Linked DNA regions of Macaca mulatta: region 2 is linked to region 1. A link is a contact called in public Hi-C data. All regions are on one chromosome and are shown on one strand. The core of a region is the stretch at or near the end of the contact, and the rest is flanking DNA. Distances in the headings are between cores, read along the strand shown.

Region 1 (3,894 bases), core at 966-3,465:
AGAAACCCCGTCTCTATTAAAAATACAAAAAATAGCCGGGCACGGTGCACGCGCGTGTAAACCCAGCTACACTGGAGGCTGAGGCAGGAGAATCGCTTGAACCTGGGAGGCAGAGGTTGCGGTGAACTGAGATCCCGCTGTTGCACTCCAGCCTGGGCAACAAGTGGGAAACTCCATCTTAAATGAGAAAAAAAAGATGTGAGATGAATGTTGGCGAAGGCATGAAGGAAAGTGAACCCTAGCACACTGTTGGTGGGAATGTTGATTGATACAACCTTTGTGGAAAACAGTATTCAGGCTCTTAAAGAAATCTACAACAGAACTACCATATGACCCAGCAATTCCTCTTTTGAATATATGCCTAAAAGAGATGAAATAATCACCTCATAACGATATCTGCACTCCCATTTTCACTGCAGCGTTATTTACAATATCCAAGATACAGAAACAACTTGAATGTCCATTGATGCTCACATGAATACAAAATACAAAATAGCAGCTATGTAGTCTGAATATTCTATTATATCTATTTTATATTTATAGATGATGTCAACATTAATATCATATAATATTACTATTATATATTTTACATTATATTAAATATTAATATATTTATATTTATATATGTTGTATATAAATATATACCTATTACGGAATAGATATTCCCATTATATGTAAAATATGTAATATATCATATAATATATGTATATCATATAATATATAATGTATATCATATAATGTATATCATATAATGTATATCATATAATATATTCCTGTTAGAGGGAGTAGGGCATTATATACTCTAACCACTAGATGTCAGTAGTAACCCAGGTAGTGGTAAAACCGAAAGTGTCTCCACAGGTGGCACATATATCATAATATATGATATACATATTATATTATATATTATTATATGTATGTATGCTATATATTATGGTGTATGTATTATATGTTATGAAATATATATTACATTATGTAATATGGAATATAGATTATAGATTATATATGAATATTTTATGTCCATATATTCCATACATACTTTATACATACATATATGTATGTGCGCCATGGTCCATCCCTCAATAATATATTTTCCAAAACATCAAATTTCCTTCTCTCTGTCTATTATAATATCTGCCCTGAATAATACTAACCATCTGTCTCTCCTGCCTACGTAATTCTGCCCCAACTCGTTACATGGGAAGCCTTGGTTTCCTAAAGTGTTGAGATTACAGGTGTGAGCCACTGTACCCAGCCTGATTCTGGAACTTTGTATATGCAGACTCCTCCTGCTAAAATAATATGTGTTATATACAATATATATTCCATAATATACATAACATGCATGCATATATTATTTTAGCATATATTATATAATATGCATTAACAGTACACATAATACATAATTATAATATAATAAATATAATATTATATATATTCCATTATGTAAAACATATATATAACAGAATATTATTCAGCCTTGAAATAAAAGTAGATCCTGACATTTATCACAAGATGAGTGAACCTGGAGGACATTATGCTAAGTGAAATAAGCCAGACACACACAAAAAATATTACATGATGTCGCTTATATGAAGAACCTTTTTTAATCAAGAGAGACAGCTCAAATACACAGATATAAAGAATGAGACAATGGTTATCACAGGTATGAGAGTTGGGGAAGAAATGGGGAGATGTGGGGCAAAAAATACAAAATAGCAGATACGTAGGATGAACACCACACAGGTGATGGTGATTTTACGCCCTTCCCAAGGTGTCATTCAGAGGCACGTGGTCTCCATCTGACCCTCACTGGTGATATTGATTTGATCACCTGGTCCAGATGTTGTCCAATTTCTTCGCTGTGCAATTTCTATTACTTTTTCTCCACTCCAACATATGAGCAGTTTATAGAGAGACATTTAAGGCAATGCAAATATTCTGCTCATCATGCAAATGTCCCCCAGTTGTGTCATGTAGATGACAATTCGTGCCTGATTCAACCTTTACCACTATGATGGCTACAAAATGCTGTGGGTTGTGGCTGAGAATTTGAGTCTTGAGTAGAAATTGGAGAAATATGCTGGACCGTCAGATTCCACCCGGGTACGACCGCCATGCCAATCCAAGCTTCGGAACTACAATTCCCAGCATCCTCTCCGCCCCTGCTTCCGTATTAGACGCAGCCAATGAAGTCCCGCGAGAGTTGGAAGGCGGCAGTGAAGCGGAAGCCATTACTCTGTGGAGTCGATTTCCCCAAGACACATGGGCCAAGGAGGGGTCCGCGGCGAATTATTTCGGCCTGTTGGGGACCTCTCGCGTCCCCGCGCCAGACTGGACCTGCCGTATGAACTTCTCTTCGCATCGGCGGCAGCTTCCGTCACCTCCGCTCCCCCGATCCTACTCCCAGTCGTGTAAGCCCTGCTTTCCTTAACCTTTTTCTCCCTCAGTTCCTGGGGTCACGGGAGGCCTATCTGGCGGTGAGGACTAAGAGGGTACGAGGGTCGGGGTCTAAGGAGCTCGGCAGCCAGACGAGGGGTGCGTTTAGATCTCGCGATCAGCGATATGAAACGCTGGGGACGCGAAAGATGAAATTGGACCACTGCGGCTAGTGATGAGACAGGCATTGGTCACCTGATCCTGAAAAGCCCTGAGTCTCTGGTGGGGGCGGAAAAGCCCGGCTAAAGTGAGTTCAAGAGTTTGGGGGCAGTTCAGAAGATTGGGGGGCGTCAGGATTTGGACATCGCGAGGAGAAATCACCTTCCTTCTGCGCTGTAGTCGATTTTTATCTCCTGAATGTCAGCACACAGGTGTTCTTTTTAGCACTTACCTTGAGTACCTTTTGTATTTTTAAGTCCTTCCGGTTGCACTTTTTTATTTTTTAATTTTAGTGGACTCTCTTGCAAATAGCCTATTCGTAGATTTACTATTCAGTTCAACATTTTGTTAATTAACTTGAGAGTTAGTCCAGTTATACTTATCGTGATTATTAATTTTCTCCATTGAATTTTACCGTCTTATTTTGTGGTGTGTCCTTTTCTGTGCAAATATTTTAACACTAGAAAATAGGACATACATGCAAAAAAAGTATGATCACACACACACACACTTACACACACTTAAAAGGCCAACAGTAAAGCGAATCTACAAACCAGGCCAAGAAAGAGATTATTAAATCTCAGAAAGCTGTGTGCTTCTTCTAAACTGCATCCTCCTCTCCCACCAATACTTTCTCCGTGGATTTGACTGCTTATACATCTTTTCCAGAAGATATATTTCCTAATTTTGGTAATTATTTGTGAATGAACTCAGCCGCTTCAGTATTTTTGGAAACAATGTTTTTCCATATTGATGCAAGCACACCTTTGTAATTTAGAGATTTCTAAATATCTTGTGGATGAAGTACTTACACCTAGCCATTCTTTCTCAGGAGTGTCATGGCTTAAATTCTAGTCAGTTCACCAAATTCCCATATACTGGGCCTTTGTTTTCAAGTTGTGGTGAATCTATATTTGAACTTTGATAATATTGTCATTTTTATGCCATTGGGCTGCAGTTAATTGATTTACATCATTAATTTACATGCCTTTCAATAAAGTTTTTTTTTTTTTTCTTTCTGTTTGAGACGGAGTCTCACCCTTGTAGCCCAGACTGGAGTGCAATGACAATCTCGGCTCACTGCAACCTCTGTCTCCCTGGTTCAAGCGGTTCTCCTGCCTCAGCCTCCCGAGTAGCTGGGATTACAGGCGCCCGCCACCACGCCCAGCTAATTTTTGTATTTTTAGTAGAGATGGGGTTTCAACCTGTTGGTCAGGATGGTCTCGATCTCCTAATCTCAGGTGATCCACCCACCTCGGCCTCCCAAAGTGCTGTATTACAGGAGAGAGCCACCAC
Region 2 (3,894 bases), core at 573-3,072, 600 kb after region 1:
GTCCCCGCCCCCGTCTCTCCCCTCACCGAGTCCCCATCCCCGTCTCTCCGCTCACCGAGACCCCGTCCCCGTCTTCCCTCATCGAGTCCCCGCCCCGTCTCTCTCTCACCGAGTCCCTGCCCCCGTCTTCCCTTCACCGAGTCCCTGCCCCCGTCTCTCCCCTCACCGAGTCCCCATCCCCATCTCTCCGCTCACCGATACCCCGCCCCCCGTCTCCCCTCATCGAGTCCCCGCCCCGTCTCTCCCTCACCGAGTCCCCGCCCGCGTCTCTCCCTCACCGAGTCCCCGCCCGCGTCTCTCCCTCACCGAGTCCCCGCCCGCGTCTCTCCCCTCACCGAGTCCCCGCCCCCGTCTCTCCCCTCACCGAGTCCCCATCCCCGTCTCTCCGCTCACCAAGACCCCGCCCCTGTCTCCCCTCATCGAGTCCCCGCCCCCGTCTCTCCCTCACCGAGTCCCTGCCCCCTCTTCCCCCTCACGGAGACCTCGCCCCCGTCTTCCCTTCCCCGAGTCCCCATCCCTGTCTCTCTCTCACCGAGACCCGCCCCCGCCTCTCCCTCACCGAGTCCCCGCCCCTGTCTCGCCCTCACCGAGACCCCGCCCACTTCTCTGTCCTTCCTGAGACCCCGCCCCTGACATCCCCTCACCGAGTCCCTGCCCTCGTCTCTCCCTCCCCGAGTCGCCGTCCCAGTCTCCCCATCACCGAGTCCCCACCCCCCGCTTCCCCTCACCGAGACCCTGTCCGTCATCGAGTCCCAGTCCTCGTCACCCCCTCACCGAGTCCCGCCCTCTTCTCTCCCCTCACTGAGTCCCCGCCCCCCATCTCTCCCCTCACCGAGTCCCCGCCCCGGTCTCCCTCCCTCCAGGTGGTGAAGGGGCCCCTGAAGCCCCACCTGGTCGCAGACGAAGGTGCAGGGAAAACCAGCGGGTCAGCGACGGTTACTGTGAAGGAGGCGCCGCTCTGCCCACGCGCACTTCTGATTCCTCTCTCCGGGCTCGGAAGCGGCTGAGGGCTCTGGACCGGGTCTCCGAGGCCTGAGGCAGTGGGAGGGGCGGAGTTCGCGTCCTCCACGATCCTGGGGAGAGGTCCCAGTTTCCGCACAGCCGACAGCGATTGGACCCCGTCCTTCTGGCTTCACTGGGGACCGCGGGGCGCAACCCGGCGCGGGCAGGGGGCGGGGGCGGGACCACGATGGAGGGAGTCGATTGGGCGGGACCTCGAAATGCCTCTGCTCGCTTTCCTCTGCATTTATGGGGCTTGTACGAGGATGCGCTGTTTCTGGGTGGTTTGTTATACGGCCGTAGATAACTTGTTACCTGCCGACAACAGCAGTAAAATAACTAGAAATAAATACAACAACAAAGTATGCAATATCTCTTCGGAGAAATGTGTAAAATACTATTGAAAGAGGTCAAAGATAACCTAGATCAATGGATAGATCTTCCTTGTTGATGGATTAGAAGTTTCAATATAAAGAATTATCCTTACTTAATATAGAAAGTTAAGTTTTCTGTCAAAATAACATGTTTTGATGAAGAACCTGATCTATTTATAATAAAATGTATGTATATGGAAGTGCAAAAGGCCAGTAAAACCCAAAACACTCCTGAAGAACTGTTGGCACTTACCCTACAGACATTAAGAAATAGACAGGGCCGGGCGCGGTGACTCACGCCTGTAATTCCAGCACTTTGGGAGCCCGAGGTGGGCGGATCACGAGGTCAGGAGATCGAGACCATCCTTGCTGACACGGTGAAACCCCGTCTCTACTAAAAATACAAAAAATTAGCCAGGCGTGGTAGCGGGAGCCTGTAGTCCCAGCTACTCAGGAGGCCGAGGCAGGAGAATGGCCTGAACCTGGGAGGCGGAGCTTGCAGTGGGCCGAAATCGGGCTATTGCACTCCAGCCTGGGGGACACAGCAAGACTCTGTCTCAAAAAAAAAAAAAAAAAAAAAATTCATAACACAATGACTGTGTTAACAATATTTCTGAAGTTCACCCTAAGTTTTTCTGGTAATTGGGGTGGCCATTTGTGTTAGCTAATTGCCTTTATCCAAATGAAAAATAAAAATTCTTCTATCTTTTTGGCAAGCAGACAGTTTTAGCTTAGAAGCAGGTGCCTAAGGAGATAGAAGTGTGCTATTGATGCAGGTAAGTGCCATGATTGGGGATTCACCCAGGAAAGAATTCAACTGGTGATGTTACACAAGGATCTTCCATTGACTCAGAGTTGCTTTTTCCAGAGTACAGCCAAAACCTAGGCAGTGTGCCTAGAATCAGCATTTTGTACTGTTGGCTAGCTATATTTATACTCACTTTTAATTACATGCAAATTAAGGGGTATGCCATGCAGAACTTTCTTTTTTTTTTTTTTTTTGAGACGGAGTCTCGCTCTGTCGCCCAGGCTGGAGTGCAGTGGCCGGATCTCAGCTCACTGCAAGCTCCACCTCCCGGGTTCACGCCATTCTCCTGCCTCAGCCTCCCAAGTAGCTGGGACTACAGGCGCCCGCCACCGCGCCCGGCTAGTTTTTTGTATTTTTTTAGTAGAGACGGGGTTTCACCGTGTTAGCCAGGATGGTCTCGATCTCCTGACCTCGTGATCCGCCCATCTCGGCCTCCCAAAGTGCTGGGATTACAGGCATGAGCCACCGCGCCCGGCCCCCATGCAGAACTTTCTAGAAAGGAGGCTGTAACTTCCAGGTCGTTGTTATGGAAGTGAATGGTAACTTTCATGTTGTTGCCATGGTACTTATAAACTGTCATGGCTCTGGTAGGAGTGTCTTACCCTAATGAGTAAGGAGAGCAACTAGAGATGGCTTTTGGTGCCATCTGCTGGTTCCAGGTGGTTTCTTCACTTTATCCTGTAGGGACCAGGAAATGAAGCAAGTCCTGCCCAGTCTCCTACCTCACTGTGGTCAGAATGTTGTATGTTGTGTGTGTCCTCCCCGCAGGCCACCACCCCGCAAAGCCAAATGCGTAAATCTTAACCCTGGAGGTGATGATATTAGGATGTGAGGCCTTAGGGAGGTGATTAGATCATGAGGGCGGGACCTTCGTTAATGGATTTACTAGCCAGCTTGTCCAAGTCGCCTTGTTATTGTTGTCTTGTTTTGTTTTGTTTTAGTCTTGTAGCAGCCGAAGCCATGGTTTTTAGTTTCTGTCTCTAGTGATAAGTGGAAAAGAGGGATGAGGAAGGGGCTTTACTGGCCCAACCAGAAACAAAAACTAATAACCCATAACTGTATTCTTGAACACCCCTGTATGGGATTGGCTGTGGAGACATTCTCAACCTATCACCTGGGGATTATGAGGTATGAGGTAGGAAATGTCTTTGTGTTTAAGGAGGGACTGTTCCTAATGTCCACGTTGATTCCAACTGAAGACGTTAAAGTCTAGAGTCTGTGGGAAAAGGAAGAAGCTTAATTGAATGTCTTTCTTTTTTCTTTTCTTTTCTTTCTTTTTCTTTTTTTTTTTTTTTTTGAGACGGAATCTGGCTCTGTTGCCCAGGCTGGAGTGCGGTGGCGCGATCTCGGCTCACTGCAACCTCCACCTCTGGGTTCAAGTGATTCTCCTGCTTCAGCCTCCCAAGTAGCTGGGATTACAGAAGCGTGCCACCACACCTGGCTAATTTTTTATTTTTAATAGAGATGGAGTTTCACCATGTTGGCCAGGCTGGTCTCAAACTCCTGACCTCATGTGATCTGCCCACCTCGGCCTCCCAAAGTGCTGGGATTACAGGCATGAGCCACCAGGCACGGCCTGAATGCCTTTTTTTTTTTTTTTTTTTGAGACAGAGTCTGGCTCTATCACCCAGGCTGGAGTGTGGTGGTGCGATATCCGCTCACTGCAACCCCGGCCTCCCAGGTTCAAGTGATTCTCCTGCATCAGCCTCCCAA

Evidence for each region. A called contact is a pair of places that touch in the nucleus more often than the background predicts.
Region 2: a contact with region 1 is called in a Hi-C map of fetal cortex germinal zone, with 5 times the contacts expected there. The contact joins the promoter of ZNF846 here to the promoter of ZNF317 in region 1. A contact is called at or near these places in 4 of 14 Hi-C or Micro-C datasets (blood, fetal cortex germinal zone, fetal cortical plate and 1 more).

The regions. Positions count from the first base shown.
Region 1 is chr19:9,896,725-9,900,618 of T2T-MMU8v2.0, forward strand. ZNF317 (zinc finger protein 317) reads left to right here and starts at 2,216. Exons shown (of 8, transcript XR_013408828.1): 1 at 2,216-2,414.
Region 2 is chr19:10,498,468-10,502,361 of T2T-MMU8v2.0, forward strand. It overlaps ZNF846 (zinc finger protein 846), which reads right to left and starts at 1,823. Exons shown (of 7, transcript XM_015122808.3): 1 at 1,627-1,823; 2 at 891-1,314.